2 separate regions of the Capra hircus genome follow, and region 2 is linked to region 1. Evidence: chromatin contacts called from public Hi-C data. All regions are on one chromosome and are shown on one strand. Each heading gives the region's core, a stretch centred on a gene start, on an enhancer-like site or on the middle of the called end of the contact. The rest is flanking DNA. Distances are from core to core; before and after follow the strand shown. Region 1 has its middle 26 kb from the start of LDLRAP1. Region 2 holds the start of SEPN1 (selenoprotein N).

Evidence for each region. A called contact is a pair of places that touch in the nucleus more often than the background predicts.
Region 2: a contact with region 1 is called in a Hi-C map of blood, with 4 times the contacts expected there. The contact joins the promoter of SEPN1 here to the enhancer-like site in region 1. A contact is called at or near these places in 2 of 5 Hi-C or Micro-C datasets (both in blood).

The regions. Positions count from the first base shown.
Region 1 is chr2:8,419,114-8,423,526 of ARS1.2, forward strand. No RefSeq gene overlaps it. Among named protein-coding and RNA genes, the nearest start is that of LDLRAP1, 26 kb to the right of the region's middle. Within about 2 kb of position 1,753, at least 1 of the 5 cell types and tissues checked has an H3K27ac peak or open chromatin away from gene starts, as enhancers often do.
Region 2 is chr2:8,672,905-8,677,792 of ARS1.2, forward strand. SEPN1 (selenoprotein N) reads left to right here and starts at 2,684. Exons shown (of 12, transcript XM_018056104.1): 1 at 2,684-2,795; 2 at 4,173-4,290. The coding sequence starts at 4,242.

The DNA.
Region 1 (4,413 bases), core at 503-3,002:
CACTCGATTGTTCTTGCCTGGAGAATCCCAGGGACGGGGAAGCCTGGTGGGCTGCCATCTGTGGGGTCACACAGAGTTGGACACGACTGAAGCGACTTAGCAGCACTTCATTCAGATTACCTCAGTTTTTACCTAACGTCCCTTTTCTGTTTGAGGACCCATCAGGACATTGCATTACGTTTAGTCATCGTATCTCTTAGGCTCCTCTTGGCTGTGACAGTTCTGTTCCTTCTTTTTCAAATGTCTGATTCATTCTCACCAGCTAAAACCAAATAGTCTCTATGCCTCACCTCTGCTTTCTTCTTCTCAGTATTAATTACTATCTTTCACATTAAAAGTTTTTCTTTAGCTTGTGGTTTGTCTGTCTCCCCTGATGGAAAATGTCGGTTCCGTGAAGCCAGGGAATTTTGTCTGTTTGGCTCACTGCTGTATCCCTGGCACTCAGTAGCATGCCTGGCACGTAGTAGAAGATGCTCCATAAGTGTCTGCTGGATGAGAGAATGAGCACTGGAATCCGACTGGGAGCCATCCATATTCTGCATTCCCTTACCCACCCCCCCCCACCATCCACCCCCGCCCCAGGAAACAGGAGAAAAATTCTCTGAGTGCTTCCCTGCTATGGGCCCTGGGGCCACCTACCCTCCTGAGTTCCAACAACCCCAAGGGGCTGGTTGGTGTACTCAGAGGTGAGAAAACTCAGGCTCAGAGAGTCAGTCACACGGGCGGGGAATGAAGCCTCTGGCCGCCTCAAGTCTATTGGGTTGGCCAAAGTTTCATCTGGTCAATGAATAAGGTGTTCAATAAAGTTCTTGGTGAAATGGGGGGGAAAAAAAGTGCCTTCTAGTGTTGCTGAAAACCAAACGAACTTTTTGGCCTGCCCAAGACCAGCCTCTCTGAGACACACGTCTCCTGCAGCCTGGGATTCCTCTAGCAGTTAGAGGGAGGGCTCTTCTCCCCACGATGGCTTATTGCGGGATACTGAACATAGTTCCCTGTGCTGTACAGGAGGACCTTGTTTATCTGTTCTATATATAATGGATAAGAAGATTGCGTCTGCTAATCCCAAACTCCGGATCCATCCCTCCCCTCCCCCTCCCCCTCGGCAACTGCAAGGCTGCTCTCTATGCCTGTGCCCCATTTTCCGTTTTGTAGATAAGTTCATTTGTGTCCTATTTTAGATTCCACGTGTGCGTTATACGGTATTTGTCTTTCTCATCCTTGCTTCTCCTATCGTGATAGCCTCCAGGCCCACCCATGTTGCTGCAGATGGTGCGATTTCATTCTTTTTATGGCTGAGTAGTATTCCATTGTATGTATGCTCGCATCCTCTTTCTCCATTCATCTATCCGTGGACATTCAGGCGGCTTCCATTCCTTGCCTGTTGTCAATAGCGCTGCTATGAATCGAGGGGTGCGTGAATCATTTCAAGTGACAGCGTTCTTGGGATATACGCCCAAGAGTGGGACTGCTGGATCATAGACAACTCTATTTTTAGTTTTTTGAGGAACCTCCATGACGTTCTCCATAGTGGCTGGACCAACTTACATTTCCACAGTGTGTGAGGCTTTGAGGGAGGAGCTTTGTGGCTGGGGTTTGCAGAGAGAGAGAGAGGCAGGAATTCAGCCCAGTCGGGACATCACACAGAGTCAAAGAAGGTCTAGAGGGCAAGCGCTTTCATGGGCCCTGCCCGGGTCAGGCCCAGGGCTCTGTGTGGGTGAGCAGACAGGCCCTGTCCAAGCTCGCAGTCAGCCGGACCAAGGGTGGCGAGGAGGCTGGCCTTGATTTGGGGAGATGGGGGGGCGGCCAGCAGCTCCTCCGGTGCGGTCGGGGTCTGTCTGTGCCCTCTGTTTCAGGCGGCAACAGGAAGTGTGGCCACGTTAGGGCACCGCCCCTTTTTCCACCCCAACCCTGCTTTTTTCTTTAGCGGGTCCAGTTCTCTCATCTTCCTAACTTGGACTTGGCTGGAATTGATGACACTCTCTTTTGGGGGTGGAGTCAGACACTCTGATTGGCTCAGGAATGAAACCTCAACCCCATGAGGACCAATGAGATGCAAGGAGACCTCACTTGCCTTCCACAAGAGGGCTTCCCTCCTCTCCCACCCAAGCTGCCAGGCAGTGTGAGAATGTGGCCTTCAAGGTGGCCTGTCGTGGGCTGTCCATGAGGCGCTGGGTGAAAAACCTCATTCACAGACTGATTTGGGTGAAAAAGGGAGACCAGGCAGCACTCTCCCACAGACCATAGGGCCCACCATGCCCTAGGGATCCCCTAGATACCAGGCAACGGGCAATAATAAACTTTTCCTGAATAAATGAACGGATGGATGGATGATGCCTGCCCTCAGCTCCCTCTTCCCAAAGGAACTGCTGAACTGGACTTTTTAAAAAATCTCTCCTTTAGTTGTTCTCCCATCCCAAACGTCTCCAGGCTCCGCTCCCTAATCTGTATAATGAGTGTAATAAGAATATCTACTTCCTGGAATGATTGTGGGAACTAAATGAATTTAATATACATGGCACACAGTAGACACATGTGGGTGTGCTCAGTCCTGTCTGACTCTTTGTGGCCCCGTGGACTGTAGGTTACCAGACTCCTCTGTCCATGGGATTTTCCAGGCAAGAATACTGGAGTAGGTTGCCATTTCCTACCAGGGGATCTTCCCATCCCAGGGATTGAGCCTGCATTTCTTACATCTCTTTATTGGCAGGCAGATTGTTTATCACTAGCACCACCTGGGAAGCGCTAGTAGGCACATTACAAATGTCAGTTATTGTTAAGATTAGCATTATCATTTCCCTCTAGGATCTTCAGTTTTCTCATCTGTGAAATGGGAACTCATCTGTTCATTCAACAAACTACTGATCATCATCCATGTGCCAGGCATTGTTGTTAAGATCTGGGGCAGTTACAGAGACGAATGGGCCAAAGTCTGTGTCTGGAGGAATTAACCTTCTGGTGTGGCAGGCAGTCAGAGTTAAAACCCAGTGGGGGAAATGTCAGGGCATTTGGAAAGTCTACTGTACAGATGTGGGGTGACCTGGGGTAATGAGAAGCTACCTCCAAAACTGGACTAACTGAGGTGAGAGATGGCACTGAATCTGCATCCCCTGCTCTTTCCAGGATGCTGAGTTGGCTTGAAAACATTTAGGATAGGCTCCAGTCATGAACCAGACAGAAAATGAAGTTAGACTACCAGTTCAGTTCAGCTCAGTTCAGTTGCTCAGTCGTGTCCGACTCTTTGCGACCCCATGGACTGCAGCACGGCAGCCCTCCCTGTCCATCACCAGCTCCCGGAATTTACTCAAACTCATGTCCATTGAGTCGGTGATGCCATCCAACCATCTCAACCTCTGTCGTCCCCTTCTCCTCCCGCCTTCAATCATTCCCAGCATCAGACTACTGAAGAACCCAAAGTTTAGAGCTGGAAGATAGATACAATTAAGAGTCAGGGAAGGACTTGCCAACTTATATCACAGGCATCTTTCTTCTAAAACACTATCTCAGTTTTTAAAAATCTAATTCTTTAGACTTCTGTCTGCTTTGAAAAATGAGTGAATTTTTTTTAGTGGTTTCCTGTCTGATAGGATCAGCCCCATCACACCGCCGCCTGATGGCAGCACACTAAAGTCACGGGTTTGTTTTGTTTTGCTTGAGATGAACAAGACAGCAAGCTCAGTTTGGGGATATGACCAGAGATAATCAAAGCCATTCCCCCAGCTCCCCTTCTCCCCACCCGTTTACTAAAACCCAGCTTCTATAGTTGATGTTCCCAAGTTCCAGCTTTTTGCCCGAGCCATGCCTACTCCAGTTTCCCAGCAGACAAGCCAACCAGCTCCTCCTCCCTAGCTCTTGCAGGCACTTAAGAAGGGGAGAGTTTCAGACCTGGGCTTCCCCCAACCTTGGCAATCCCCAAAGCCCTGTCCTGAAGCCCAGGAAACCCACCTTCTGGCCCAATGGTGATGCTGCCTGGATCTTGTTGTATGGCCCTGTATAAGTCACTTACTCATTTGAACCTCATATTCCCCATCCGTAAAAGGGAGCTCCCCAATCTAGTTCAGCCCCAACAGCATGGCTGTTGGGGGTGCAAAAGTGGGGGCAGGGTGGAGGCATCCTCTCCCTTCCCCTACCTCCTCAGGGAACCCCAGGACCCTGCTCAGAGGAGGGAGGAAGCCCTGCTTCCCCTGGGGAAGTTGGTCCCAGGGGACTCTGTGATCCTCGCCATGCTCACTGTAGGCGAGCAGCCAGCATTAAGAGCTGTATTAATTATTACCAACTCCCCCTTGGGAAATGAATTCAAAATGAGGTCACCATGGTAACCCAAATGGTTACAATGTGACCAAATTTTTAAAGTGTTCAACATGTTCTGGGCAAATCACCTCTCAGTGGAAAAGAAAAGATTGGGGCGTCAGTGGC
Region 2 (4,888 bases), core at 1,434-3,933, 250 kb after region 1:
TTCTAAGTGACGGACTAGGTGCCTTATGTTTTGAAACTCTTCACCTGGAGATCCTTAAATGCAGTGGGTAGGTGAGATGACCAGAGCTGAAGCCAGCTTTGCTGAGACGCTCCCTGCCTCCCTGCCCTTCTCTGTCCTCCTGGAATGAACTGAAACGAATGTCAAGTGGCGGCTGGGAGCTAACCACTGGCTAGTCTACTCTTTCTCTTTAGACCTGAGATCATAGACCCTCAGTGTCTCACTGCCGATACCAGGATCCTTCTCAAGATCTTCCCTTCTAAAAATTAATTAAAATTTTGATTCAGTAAAAAAGATCAGAGATTCTGATGGTTCTCCAGTGCCCAGAACAGAGCATAGAAGACCCTCAGTAACTATTTGTTGAGTAGGTGAATGAGTGATTTCCCTGCTAATGGGTGAGAAGGATATGACCAACATGCCACTTACCTCGGTACAGTCTCCACTTGCAGCTACTACCAAATATCACCCTGCCCACACGGGAGGTGCCAAAGAGCTCCTGCAGGGCTGCCCTTGGCTACAGCCACCCTGCTGGCCCAATCTCTCAAGGCTCTGTCCTGCTCTGCCCTGGTCCTTGGCTTGGAGGCAAGCCCTCCTGGGAAGGGTGCCCACCAGCGGGATACTGCCAAGGCCAGAGCTGATGTCTCCCCAGAGCTGGATCCCAAGGTTGACCCTTTTTCCAGAGTTTCACTGACTTGAGTCAAATCTTGTAAGTCCACCCCTCTCCACTCCCCCTCTTCCCAGAAACCCCACAGCTTTGAGAGACATGCCCCCTCCCAATCTCAGTCACATCTCTCCAGCCCTGGGCCACCGAGACCACTGGGGTCCTGTGTCTTTAACAAAAAGCAAGTGTAATAAGTAAAAGTGATTTGGTGAAGAAAACATCCCTCATTTATTTTCCAGAGGCCTTGACTCATCAATCTTCCCCCCAACCTGCTTTGTGCTGTTAGCTTTGCTTCCTGAAAGAACGGAATTTGGTTTTCTAACAGCATCTGTCGTATGCAGGGTGTCCCCAAACATCAGCAATAATGAGTTGGAAGTGGCACAGTTGGACGCCTTCAGAAGCCAACTCTAGATGCCAGGCCTCTGTGGGTCCCTTGGACGATGGGGCGGGGCAGAGAGCTGGGCAAGGGTTGGGTCCAGGGTCCACAACTCTTGGTCCCTGGGTGTCAGTCATTCAAAAGACATGAGAGTGCCCACTATGTGCCAGGTCACTTATGGGCACTGGGAAGGCAGGACCCTGCCCACACGGCACTGTCATGGCGGGTTACCCATGACGGACAGAGTGGCGGTAGAGACCAGTGCCACCGCCACCACTCAGTCAGCTGGATCATCCCTGAGAGGCAGCATGGCAAGAGACTTGGACCCAGATAGACCTGGGTGTCAGGGCTCAGGCTCCTCAATTTTAATTTATTTTTGCTACTATTTGGGCCCTGCTGTGTGGCTTGCAGAATCTTAGTTATTGGCCCAGGAAGCAAACCTGGGCCCCAGCAGAGAACACACAGAGTCCCAACCACTGGGGTGTGTACCTGTGTGCTCAGCCGTGGCCGACTCTTTGCGACCCCAAGGACGGTAGCCCACCAGGCTCCTCTATCCATGAAATTTTCCAGGCAAGAATACTGGAGTGGGTTGTCATTTCCCACTCCAGGGGATCTTCTTGACTCACATCTCTTGCATCTCCTGCATTGGCAGGAGGATTATTTTTCACTGAGCCACCTGGGAAGCCCCCTAACCATCGGACCTCTAAGGAATTCCCAGGGTCCTCAATTTTAAAATAAGGCAAACAAGCCTCATTGGGTGGCTTGAGGATTAAATAGGATGGCATGAATTTCATGGCACCAAGTCCAGCACACAGTGGGTGCTAAGTACCCGCTAAATCGCCCCTGACATCCCAGACCTGGGTGGTGCCCTGCCCTGGGGCCGGCAGTCATCTCCACAGACTGCAGGCCTGCTCCCCAGACTCTGGGCTCCTGTCCAGAGGCGTTGGCAGCTGCTGCCCTCTCGTGGCAAAGTGCAGGCACAGCCACCCCTGGGATCCCAGGGCCCTTGATATAACAGAAAAGAGGCCCAGTGTAACCAAGATTTTTGAGGACTTGAAAGTACTTCCTCAAACTCCACCCACCTCTATGCCCAAGGCCCTCCCCTAAGTGTTGTTTTCCAGAAAAACCATTCCAGTGGCCAAGCCAGGTCCAGCAGGGGAGAAGGGTGACTCACAGCCAGCCTTGCCCTGTGCCTGGGGGCTGCCACCCCCACCCACCTGTGTATTTCCCTATAGTCAAAGTTATGGTTTTTTCCAGTAGTCATTTTATGGATGTGAGAGCTGGACCATAAAAAAGGCTGGGCACCGAAGGATTAATGCTTTTGAACTGTGGTGTTGGAGAAGACTCTTTAGAGTCCCTTGGACTGCAAGGAGATCCAACCAGTCCATCCTAAAGGAGATCAGTCCTGAATATTCATTGGAAGGACTGATGCTGAAACTGAAGCTCCAATACTTTGGCCACCTGATGCGAAGAACTGACTCATTAAAAAAGACCCTGATGCTGGGAAAGATTGAAGGTGGGAGGAGAAGGGGAGGACAGAGAATGAGATGATTGGATGGCATCACCGACTCAATGGACATGAGTTTGAGCAAGTTCTGGGAGATGGTGAAGGACACGGAAGCCTGGCGTCCATGGGATCGCCAAGAGTTGGACACGACTGAGCGACTGAACACCACCAACCAACCCACAGAAGAGCCTCTCTGAATCCTCCCTACAGGTGAAGAAACTCGGGCCCCCCAGGTGAGGGTTCAGCGCTGCGCCCGTCTGTCCTTACACGGGTAGCTCCTGTCCCTGGTGAATCTGCAGAGGTGGCCTTCCAGCAGGACCATGAGAGAAACAGGGAGGGCTGAACTTGGCTAGTTTTCTGTTTCGCGATGACTGGAGACATTTCAGAAAGCAGGTCGGATAAGAGGCAGGGTGGGATGCGGGGAGACTAGGTACCCGGCCCGCCTCTGGCTTCCCTCGCATCTCCTCGCGGTGCTCGGCCTGGAAGTGCTCCCGGGCTCCTCCAGGCTAGGCGGGATGCGGAGGCCCGGTTTCTTTCGGGGAGAGGAAAGTGAAGGAAGGAGACACCGCCGGCCGGTAGGGTGTGTGGAGCAGGGGCCCCGGAGCGCCTCCCTCCCTGCACTCGCGAGCCAGCAGCGCCGCCGTGCGCCGGACCCCGCGCCCCCGCGCGTCCCGCCCCGGCGCCCAGGCCCGGCCCCGGCCCCGCCCGCGCCCGCGCCGCCGCGGCTCCGCGTCCGCGGCCACCCCGCCCGGAGCCGCCGCCATGGGCCGGACCCGGCCGGGCGAGCGCGGGCCTCCGGGCCCCGGCCCCGCCGCGCCGCCCGCGCCCCCGCCGCGCCGCGCCCGCGCCCTGGCGCTGCTCGGGGCGCTGCTCGCCGCCGCCGCGGCCGCCGCCGCCGCCCGGGCCTTCGCCCGCTACAGCGAGGCCCAGGCGGCCGCGAGGCAGGTCCGAGTCGGCGGGAGGGCGCGGCGGCCGGCCGGGGACGCTCGGGTGGGCGCGGGCGGCGGGGCTCGCCGACGGGCAGGGCTCCGAGGGGCCGGGGGCCGGTGGGGGACGGGGCGGGGATGGAAGGGCAGCCTGACCGGAGGGGGACGGGGCCGGAGGGCCGGGAGGGCGGCCGGGGAGGAAAGGCGGGGGCTCCAGAGAGCGGGCGGGCTAGGAAGGACTGACGGGGGTGAGCAGACTGGCCCCGAGTGAGGCCGGGGCTGGGACGGCTCCTAGGGGAGCGGGCGGACGGGTGACTAGGACAGTTCACCGCAGACAAAGCACTGAGCGCAGCTGGGACCCGAGCATCCGGGCGGGGCCGGGGGCGCTGGGACGGTGGGGAGGGGAGACCAGGGAGGACGATGGGTGGACCAAGAGGGTGACTCTAGATGGATCCGGATACGAAGCGGGCACTCGGAGAGGGGACAGTGGACGAAGGCTCGGAGTGTAGCAGGGACCGAGAGGGATGGGAACGGGGGACCTGGGCTCTGGGGCGTGCAGAAGTGGCATTTGGACAGATGTTTCGGAGATGGATGGACTGAAAGAACTCGGGAAGGTGGTGGCGAGAGCGGTTTGGGATACCAGTGGGTATCCGGTTGCTCAACCCAGAGCCTCCTCCCAAGCAGGATTCAGCACTGAAAACCCTGGGGACAGAAGGCCTCTTCCTCTTCTCCTCCCTGGACACTGACCGGGACATGTACATCAGCCCCGAGGAGTTCAAGCCCATCGCTGAGAAGCTGACAGGTACCAGGAGAGGCTGGGGACCCGGGAGGAGGGACCTGGGGCACCGCCCTCTGGTTCTTGCTCTGTGTCTGCTCTGAGCAGGAGGACTGCCTGGAGTAGGAGGCGGCTGCCCTGGGGTTCAGAGATACTTTCTAGCGGGTGGTTTGGGCAAGCTGCCTCACCATGAGTACACACAAACAAAGACACACACACACAGACAGAGACACACAGACACAGACACACATACACAAACACAGACACACGCACATGCTTGAGCCTGTTCTCACAGGTGAATATTACAAGCTAACATTCTCTGACCCCTTCCTCAGGACCGGACATCACTTGAAGCACCTTCAGCTGCCCTGGGCTTTAGAGATACTTTCTAGCGGGTGGTTGGGGCAAGCTGCCTCACCATGAGTACACACACATGCACGCATACACACCCCTTTCCGAGCTTGTTCTCCTCACGGGTGAATATTACAAGCTAACATTCTCTGACCACTTTCCCAGGACCAGACTCACTTTAAGCACCTTCTGAGTTATCTCTTAGCAGTGCCTGTGAGATGGATGCTGACCTGATCCTCACGTGTATACTTTGAGAGACTGGGGAGAGGAAGGC